Linked DNA regions of Sus scrofa: regions 1 and 3 are each linked to region 2. The links are chromatin contacts, called in public targeted proximity ligation maps. All regions are on one chromosome and are shown on one strand. The core of a region is the stretch at or near the end of the contact, and the rest is flanking DNA. Distances in the headings are between cores, read along the strand shown. Region 1 holds the start of S1PR1 (sphingosine 1-phosphate receptor 1). Region 2 overlaps LOC106508363 (a long non-coding RNA gene). Region 3 has its middle 43 kb from the start of S1PR1.

The links.
Region 1: a targeted proximity ligation map of skeletal muscle shows a contact between it and region 2. A contact is called at or near these places in 2 of 5 promoter capture datasets (both in liver), 13 of 47 Hi-C or Micro-C datasets (alveolar macrophages, blood, brain and 7 more) and 1 of 2 datasets of targeted methods (skeletal muscle).
Region 3: a contact with region 2 is called in a targeted proximity ligation map of skeletal muscle. A contact is called at or near these places in 5 of 47 Hi-C or Micro-C datasets (alveolar macrophages, blood, liver and 2 more) and 1 of 2 datasets of targeted methods (skeletal muscle).

Annotation. Positions count from the first base shown.
Region 1 is chr4:117,068,167-117,071,353 of Sscrofa11.1, reverse strand. S1PR1 (sphingosine 1-phosphate receptor 1) reads left to right here and starts at 1,630. Exons shown (of 2, transcript XM_021090128.1): 1 at 1,630-2,928. It overlaps LOC110260372 (a long non-coding RNA gene), which reads right to left and starts at 2,305. Exons shown (of 2, transcript XR_002343565.1): 1 at 2,218-2,305; 2 at 839-1,740.
Region 2 is chr4:117,138,995-117,142,189 of Sscrofa11.1, reverse strand. The region is part of intron 4 of LOC106508363 (a long non-coding RNA gene); the gene reads left to right. Among named protein-coding and RNA genes, the nearest start is that of S1PR1, 71 kb to the right of the region's middle.
Region 3 is chr4:117,025,394-117,028,538 of Sscrofa11.1, reverse strand. No RefSeq gene overlaps it. Among named protein-coding and RNA genes, the nearest start is that of S1PR1, 43 kb to the left of the region's middle.

The DNA of each region.
Region 1 (3,187 bases), core at 381-2,880, 71 kb after region 2:
ACAGCAAAGCTGCTTTGAGAGAAGGAATTTGGAATGGATCAACCTCCATGTGATGGGCATCAGATGGTAACCTCAGTGAGCCCAGAGGTAAGGTAGGAACACTGAGCTTGCCTTCCAGGCAGGAGTGGAAAGGGAGCTGGGCTCACAGCCCAGAGATAGCTCAAGGATGCAACTCTTGGGGACTCTCCTGAGAGTAATGGGAAGAGATATGTGTGGGAACCAGAGGCTTGAAACTGGCAAGGAAGCCTTTACTGTAAAGAACGTTGTTGCCTTCTTTCTAGTTTGGCCAGGGTGGTCATCTACATTTTATATCTCATAGCTGTCTGCTAAGGATGAATTTTGCTAAGTCATCATCTGCAAAGTATTTGAGCTCTAAATACTGAATCAATATTGCATCTTGTCCTTGTCACCAGTATTCACAAGAAAAGGACTGACTTCCACCAACACAATTCTTTGACATGGTTGAGGTTTATCGTGGTGGTTGGGAGAAATGGTTAAGAATCTGCAGCCCATCTATGGTCAAAGCCCACACTAATCAAGTTGCTTAATATGTCTGGGATGCAGTTTCCTCGTTTGTAAAATCAGAATATGCACAGTACCAACTTGTAGGGACATGGTAAGGATTAAATATGTGAATATGTGTAACACTTGCGTAGTCAGGAAACAAATGGTTTTACAAAGACTTCCATTGTCAAGACATTGTATCACAGAGAACCCCCTAACTGTATACTGAAGGCATTTGACATGGCATTTGCAGTATTTAATTTTTGGAACCAGGAGTTCCCCTTGTGGCTCAGTGGGTTATGTAACTGACTAGTATTCATGAAGACTCAGTGGGTTTGATCCCTGGCCTTGCTCAGTGGGTTAACTATCTGAAGTTGCTGTGAGCTTCGGTGTAGGTTGCAGTTGAAACCTGGGTCCTGAGTTTCTGTGACAGCTATAGCTCCAATTCGACCCCTAGCCTGGGAACTTCCATATGCCATGGGTGCAGCCCTGAAATGCAAAATGAATAAATATGTAAATTCGTACACACATACATTTTGGAACCTAGCTCAGCCAATCACTAGCTGTGGATTTAAACTGTCTGAATTTTCCTTCATCCACAAAATGGCCAACAATGCTTGCTTCACAGAGTAGTCGTGTTGAATTCCATAGTTTATCACATGTCTGATACAGTCTGGGTTGTGCAATTTACTTTAGTTCCTTTCCCTTTAAATTAATGGATGGGGTGAAGGGTGCCAGCTTCATCCAGCATGTTGTGCTGAGTAGACAGGATATCTTCCCTTTGAAGTGAAATACGGCCTCAGACCCAGAGTTGCTTCTAGAGTCTAGAGGACCGTTATTTTAATTTCTACACGGTCGGCACAGACTGTTGTCAAATTTGCGGTGGGTGTGTGCTGGCTGCAAGACCGTTGATGATGTCTTTTGGGACAAGTGTGTACTAACTGTCATTTGATTTTTTTTTTTTTTCCCCTTTGCAAAGTCATAAGATCCCAGAAGCCAGTTGTTTATTCTTTCAGCCTCCTTCTGAGTCATTCAGGTACAGGGTGTGTCTGTTCTGTGTCAATTGAAACTACCCGACGGAGTTTTGCGCTCACATCTGCCGGCATGGGAAGCCGGTGAGACCGCAGACTGGATGGGAACTGGACGGAAACGGTCCTTGCAGCAGGAGGGCAGGGCAGAGGTGCCTGCGCTTATCACCCAGGCAGAGAGGACAAGGCCGCCCCTCAGTCTTCTGTTCTGAAGTCGCATCCAAGAGAAAGAAGGGAGTGAGCTAGTGTGGGCACTGAGGTTTGGGGCCCTCCCAGGTAGAAGGGGAGAGAAGGGCACCTGCCCCCCCCCCTCCCCGGGCTGGGTGGCAGCAGGCCTAGGCTGGTCTAGGCCTGGCAGCATCTTTCCCTTCGGAAACCCCTGAGCTGCCCAGGCTGTTGAAATCTCTCGGCCCGCAGCAGCTGCCCACCTCCTCAAAGGCCTCCCCACTGGCCAGAATCTGGGACACAGGGCCTGATTTTGCGCCCAGCTGAGTGAGGGGAACCCCCACCTCACACCTCGCCCAGCGCTGGCCCATTTCCCTCTGCGCCCCGCGAAAGCCACTTTCTGCCCCTCAGACCGCAAGTTTCCAGGCAGTAGCGACATAGGGGTGAGGGGTGGAGGTGGGCAGAAGTGCAGGAACCCGTCCGGGCCGTTGTCCCTTCTAGGCTGCTTGCGTCCCCCTACCTCTCCTCCCCAGAGCGCGGCCGGGACGCGGCGGGGACGCGGCGCCACTTTCCTCTGTCTGCACCCGAAGCGGTCCCGGGGACGCCTTGCCACAATCTCGCGACTCGGGTCCCCCCAGGGCTGCGGGGGGCGGTGGGGTGGGGGGAGGAGCGTCGAGGGGCACCACAGACGCCTCTGTTCCCTAAGACTTTTCTGCTGAAAAGTTTCCAAAGGCTCTTCACCTCTTCTCTTTTCTAAGGCTCAGAGAACGGTCCCCACCGCCTGGGAGTGGCGGCGAGCTGGGCGAGGACCGTGATTTATACATTAGAGTCCAGGGGGCACGAGGCTCCGCCCCCCTTTTTTCCTCTTTTAGCTGCTTGTGGGGGAGGAGGGGTTCTTTTTGACTGTGCGTGTCTGTGTTTCTGCTCTAGATCTTTCCTGGACAGTAGTCTCAGCGGCAGAGATCCGGAGGCCACCCGTCGCGGGCGGAGGACGTGGGGGGGGGAGGGCTTGAGGCACTCACCGCCTCCCGGTCCCTTCCTAAAGAAGCCACTCGGCCTCTGCGGGGCGCTCGGCGACTTCAGCTGGCCGCGCTGGCCATTGGAGTGTGCGGCTGAGGAGGGAGTAAGTTGAGAGCGCAGCGCAGTCAGTCCCGGGCAGCAGCTGCAAGATGCCGAGCGCGCAGTCCAGACCCGAAGCTCCGCGAACGCAGCTTCGTCCCGCCTGAGCCAGGTAGGGAGTGCGCGCGGGGCCGGCGCCGACCCGGGCGCACCGGGAAGCATCGCGGCCGGACGTCTCCCGAGGCTGAAACAAATTTTTAAACCGGAACGAAGTAAAACAAACACTTTTAAAACATTCGTCTTTGGATGCTGAAAACAGGCATCTCTGGAATACTAAGGAAGGAACCCAACTCCGATCGGATTGTTTTTGGAGCACTTGTGCCTCTAAAAGTTTGGAAAAGGGTCAAGTCCCCGTGGCGGAGCCGTCTGGG
Region 2 (3,195 bases), core at 455-2,954:
CTGTAATAAAAAAGAGGAAGACTTGGGGACGAATGGTGTGTGGCGAGTGAAAGAGGGGCACTGGTCCAGGATGACCTCCAGCTTTCCCATCCCTGCATCCCTGTCATCCTCTGGCACTGGGTGGAAGGCCACCCTCCTCCCCACTGTCCTTCTGCTTTGTAACTTCTTGGCTCAGATTCTGCCGCTCCTAATTCTGTATGCTGGTCCACCTGTTAACCCCTCTGCATCCTCTGCTCTATTTAGAATGTTCTCTCCGCCTACCGTCCATCACTGAGTAGCAGAGGATTAGAGATGAGAGATGTCATTGGAAATGACTGGCCTAAATATTCTCACAAGTGGTTTTGATGCCAGAATGTATTGAGGATACCAGTTTGGCATCAGAGAAGATGGGTGCCTGAACCACCAAGTTTAGGAGGGGCCCATTACTGGGTGGCTCTGTCTCATGGGGTTCAAGGGAGTGATAAGGCCCATAGATAGGCTCAGGATTTCCAGTGGTTGCGGAGTTTGGTGAGGATCAGGAAGGAGCTCATGTCACCTGGATTAATTGTTTAGAGCAGGAACAGGAGGTTGAGCAATAGAAGCAGGGGCCAGTCTTGGTTAGCAATTCAGGAGGAATTGCTCATTCATTCTTTTTCTGTATTGCAGTTTTGCCTGGCAAACAATTTTTTTTTTTTTTTTAAGGGCCACACCTGTGTCATATGGAAGTTCCCAGGCTAAGGGTTGAATTGGAGCTACAGCTGCCTGCCTATGCCACACCACAGCAATGCCAGATCGGAGCCACGTCTACGACCTATACCACAGCTCATGGCACCAACAGATCCTTAATCCACTGAACAGGGCCAGGGTTGGAACCCGCATCCTCATGGATACTAGTCAGGTTCGTAACCTGCTGAGGCACAACGGGAACTCGCACACAGTTTTTTTAAGCCAGGTTATGCAGACACGAGCCTAACTGCTATCTGTGTAAATGTACACATTAAACAAAACAAAAGAACTCTTCGCTGGTCAAGAAACATCAAAGATGAAGTCTAGATGGGCTTCTTGAATCTTCTTCTCTAGGGCCACCACGCCCCAGACAGTCTGCCTTTCTTGTCGTCACTGAGATCTCTGCCATTTGAGTCGAACTCATCCCAGGTTTCAAGGGCCAGGGCATTTCTTAGTATGCATTGAACCCATGCCAAACTATTGTTTCACACTATTATTGTCTAAGAGACAACGTGTACTAGAAATGTGAAACAGGAAATGTCCATCTGACCTTATTACCGGAGAAGAAATTTTCCAGAGTCCATATGCTGATGTAATTATTTTCATATTTTTCAAAAAAGTGTTTAGTGGTCAGGTCTTTGGAACAGTTAATTGTCATTGCTGTCATGGGCACAGCATAAAGTTTATTATCTCTTGTAGAGGAATAAAGCGCTACAACTGCTGTAATATAGCTTTGTATTATTTTTTATTTTAAATTAGGTTTTAAGGAGTTCTTTTTATGTGCTCAGTTTGTGCATGTGTATGTGAAACATATATATTTGAATGTCTTAATTTCTGTTTCCTTTGGTGGGGGGATCCTTAATTTATTTGACACAGACATTTTTTCTCCATCTTCAAAGCCTATGACGTATGCCCCGTTCCTCTGTTCCAGTACTGTGCTTTGTACAATTTCCTGTAAACAGCAGTAGGCAACTTCTACATAGGCTGGCTGGTCGGTTCACTGCTCTTGCAGTACTTATCTCAGCATAGCTAATCTCTTTTTTTTAATTTTGGTCCCAGTCTCATCAGCACCAACCCAGTGCTTTGAAATGAATTGAAATGCTGTACTCTTTGAAGAGATGAGGATTAAGGCTTAAACTGGGTCTAGGGATGAGGTGAGGAGGAAAGAGCCCTCATAAATCTGGTACTTTTTTCTCTTGAGAGGTGAAATGCAATGACCCATACTCTATAAAGAGAGGAAACAGTAATTACAAGCTTTTCCTTTGCCATGTACACTGTCTTTGATTTAGAGCAGAGCAGAAGCCAACCAGCTATTTAGTCCTCTAGCATATTTAAGTGGGAGATTTGATTTTATATATATGACACCAGAAAATAGAAATCTTCATTCAGTTATGACTGTCTTTTCTTCTCTTTCATTTATTATAAGTAGTTCCATCTTTTTGTTTTACTTCAGTTTGTGTTCCTGATCTTTTTTCGTCCTAATATGCTAATGCGCTGCCAAATCATCCTATTTTTCAGTTCTATAGACAACTTTCCAGAATCCCAGAAATTCTTTTTTTCCAGCTAAAATGCTACCGCCACTAGCATTATTCCTAATGTCAATTTGAACTTCCTTACTCTAGCACACTCTGTGCAGGGTGAATCCTTGAATGGAGCTGCAGAGAATGAAAGATGGGTGTTCAGCCGAGCTCTGCCTATGTCTTTCCATGACCAAAAACGATTAGGTGAAAGGGGAAAAATTCAGTCAGCTATTGTTTTGTCTGTCTGGTCCCAAACAACTTATGTGACTATTTGGGGAAATTTTCTTAAGTTGAATTCAGTGTGTATTTTATGTACATTGGTAGTTGAGTTTTTATCATGTAGCTATATAGTATATGTTTTCTGTGAGAAGCAATTGCATTTTTTTTTTTTAAAGAGCCATTTCAGAAAGAAATGAGGTCAATGGCGTCTTGTTTTAGGGAGGGGGTAGCAAGGACGTCGGAGTGAGAGGAAGTCCTATATGTCAAAGGGCTCTGTGCACATTTTCCTGAAATGCCTCAGCTCAGTGTAAATGTAATCTGTTATTTTAACTCATTACAAGAGCTGTGTTTTGCCCTTTCTCACATTAAATTTGTAAAAATTCACAATTAATTCACATGAATATTATGAAATCAATAACATATATATGGTGAATCTTTCTATTTCAAGGATCCCTCCTAACAGGTCGCATTTCATCCTTTCTCAAGACCTCAAAAGTTGGATTATTGTTGGAGTTCCCATCGTGGCACAGCGAAAACGAATCTGACTAGGAACCATGAGGTTGCAGGTTCGATCCCTGTCCTTGCTCAGTGGTTAAGGATCTGGCGTTGCTGTGGCTGTGGCATAGGCCAGCAGCTACAGCTCCGATTCAATCCCTAGCCTGGGAACCTCCATATGCGCAGGTGTGGCCCTAAAAAAGTTGGATTATTGTTAAAAAAGTAAAGACATTTTGGAAGACTGCTGACCATTAGC
Region 3 (3,145 bases), core at 534-3,033, 110 kb after region 2:
AATAAAAACAAATCCTGTAAGGGAGGTGCTGTCATTGTCTTACTGCTAGTATCCTACTATTGACCCAGCTTGTCAAGACTGAGGCCATGATGTGTACCCAGGCTGTCTGAGTCCAGGGCTTACGCTGAACGCTTCGATATGTCCCCTTAGTACCTGCAGGAGACAGTGACATTTTAGCTTGGTTTGTATTGTATTGCATTGTATTTTGCTTTTTTGTTTTTTAGGGGCACACCTGTGGCAATATGGAAGTTCCCAGGCGAGGGGTTGAATTGGAGCTATAGCTGCTGACCTAGTCCACAGCCACAGCAACCCTGGATCCGAGCCCACCTCTGCAACCTAAAACCACAGCTCACAGCAATACCTTATCCCTGACCCACCGAGCGAGGCCAGGGATCGATCCTGAATCCTCATGGATACCAGTCGGATTTGCTTCCATTGCGCCACAATGGGAAATCCAGCTTAGTTCTGATTTTTCATATGCTTTCATCAATAAATTATATTTCTTTAAAGGTCATCTATAAAAGACTTTCCTAAGCCATACTATTTCTCTCTCTTGCTTTATTTATTTATTTATTTGTGTGCTGTGTCTGTGGCATGTGGAAATTCCTGGGCCAGGGATTGAACCTGCACCTCAGCAGAGGTCCAAGCCACTGCAGTGACAATGCCAGAGCCTTATCCCGCCGCACCACAGAAGAACTCCCATCCTGTCTCTTGTCAGTCCCCATAGAAGGTGTTGGCATAGTTTTTGAGTGGGAACAAATGAAACGCTGGGTGGGGCGCTGTTACACACACCCAGAACAGTGAGACATCTCTTTACTTCCCGCAGAGAACTTTACAAAGAGCTGAGGCATATGAAAAACAGCTAGTGGGACGGAGCAGAAAAAGAGCACAGACCAGGAAGTATACAGGCTCTGCGAGCCACAGATTGGGGGAAATGAACTTCACCCTGGTGACATTGAATCTGGGCCTTCAAGAATGAGAAGGGGAGTTCCTTCTGTGGCTCAGTGGGTTAAGAATCTGACATAATGTCCTAGCCTGGCTCTGTGGGTTAAGGATCCAGCGTTGCCACAAGCTGCAGTATAGGTAGAAGACGGGGCTTGAATCTGGAGTGGCTGTGGTTGGCAGGCCAGCAGCTGTGGCTCCAATTCGACCCCTAGCCTGGGAACTGCATATGCTGCAGGCACAGCTGTAAAAAGAAAAAAAGAAAAACTAAGAAGGATCGCAAGAAAAAGACAGGCCCTGGAGGAGAGCCTTGGGGGAGGAGTGACTCGAGAAAAGATCTCTGGAGGTGGGAAAGCCTGAGATAATTGGGTGGATCAGTTAGTTTGGAATTGTGGCGTCATTGTGCATTTAAGAAAGACACTGCAGCAGGAATCCCAATCTCCAATACAGTCAGGAGTCACGCAACTGTAGGGAAGAGCCTAAAATAAGACCTTAAAGAGTGGTGGGTGTTCTGGCAAACTGGCAAAGGCCTGCCCCACCTAAAGGCATTTTGGATTACAACAAAACAACAAAGCCAAACACTGCCCTAGGCAAACACAGTGCTGCTGACCAGGTTCTGCCCAAGGGCTGCTGGTTTGAGCCTGCTTTTTGAGATAAACTAAAGCGTTCTTGGCTGTTATAATAGAGGACATAAATTATCAAGCGATAAAGGGATTATTACTTTTACTAATAACACTTTCTGAGTCTCAAGGCTTTGGGGGTAGCCAGGTGGGTCAATTGTGGGGTATTGATTCACCGTTCACTTTCTAAGAGTGCCAGGCCTGCTGCTTAGTGTTGTTAGGACACTATTGCCACCTAGTGGTCGTTGAGGTTGTGCCGATCGCCTCTCCATCCCCGCCCCCTCCCGCCAAAAGAGTAAGGCTGCTTTCTGCATATGGTGCTTTCATTTTCCAAATGTTTGTCTTGTGACTCATGCCAAAAAATATCCAAATAAACTACATAATCCTTTATAGTGTGAGGCTGTTAATAGAGTAAAATTTCACTAGTGGTGAGGGTTGCTATTGCCATGTAATCAATAGCGTGGCAGCGAGGCTTGTGCTTACTTGTTTGGTGTCTGGTCAATAAGTTTTCTCTGCCACTTGCATGCTTGTATTAATGGTATCTCTCAGGCATAGTTGTAGAAGTTCAATAACTGTCTGATCTGCTGTGTGGAAGGGATAATGTTTAAGGACATACGGTAAAAACATTGAAGAAAGAATCAGGAGGTTTAGCTTCATTCATTAGCTGTGTGACTTTGAGCCAGTCACTTGCCCTCTCTGGGCATCAATTCTAGCTAAAAAATGCAGGGTTGAAAACGTTCAGCAGGTCTCTAATCCGATCCTATTGCAGAGGGCATCCCCAAGGAATGTCATGGGATTAAAAGTCTTGTTAGGACTTCATCTGGGAGTGAGGGGTTTAGGGTGAGGGGAAGCGGGGGCAAGGTGAGATGCCCCCTGCTCCAAGCAGAACAAGCTCCACGACAAAAATTAACTGTTAAAAAAAAGTGTAGGTGATCCATGCACACTATTCAAAAACCCAAGAGGTACAAAAGAGTATGCCCTGGGGAGTTCCCATTGTGGATCAGTGGGTTAAGGACCTGATCTCTGTGAGGATGCAGCTTTGCTCTTTGGCCTCACTCAGTGGGCTGAGGGTCTGCTGTTGCCTCAGCTTTGCAAGTCGTGGTGCAGGCCACAGCTGCAGCTCCAATTCAACCCCTGGCCCGGGAACTTCCATATGACACAGGTGCAGAGCTAAAAAGAAAAAAAAAGAAAAAAAAAAAAGAGTAAGCAGTGAGAAGTCAGAGACCAGTGTCACGCTTTCACACTCTTATTTCTGTTCTAGCAATCGCCTACCCGCCCTCCACGCTGCCTTACCTCTTTTCTTTTCCTAACACAAATAGCAACATAGCATTCACCCTGTTGTGTATTGCATCTTATTTATTTAAAGGTTGGAGTTCCATGTGCAATTTCACTTACATGTCACTAAACTGAGACCATCTATCTGCCTACACCATAGTTGACTAGCTTATCTATAAATCTTCTTTCTCACTAGGGTGTTTTAAGACTCTTTAACCTACAATTTTGATTTGATAGAAAATAAATGATTCTTAGACTATGTGGCTATGCAGAAACAAACAAACAAACAAAAACCATTTGAGGAGTTC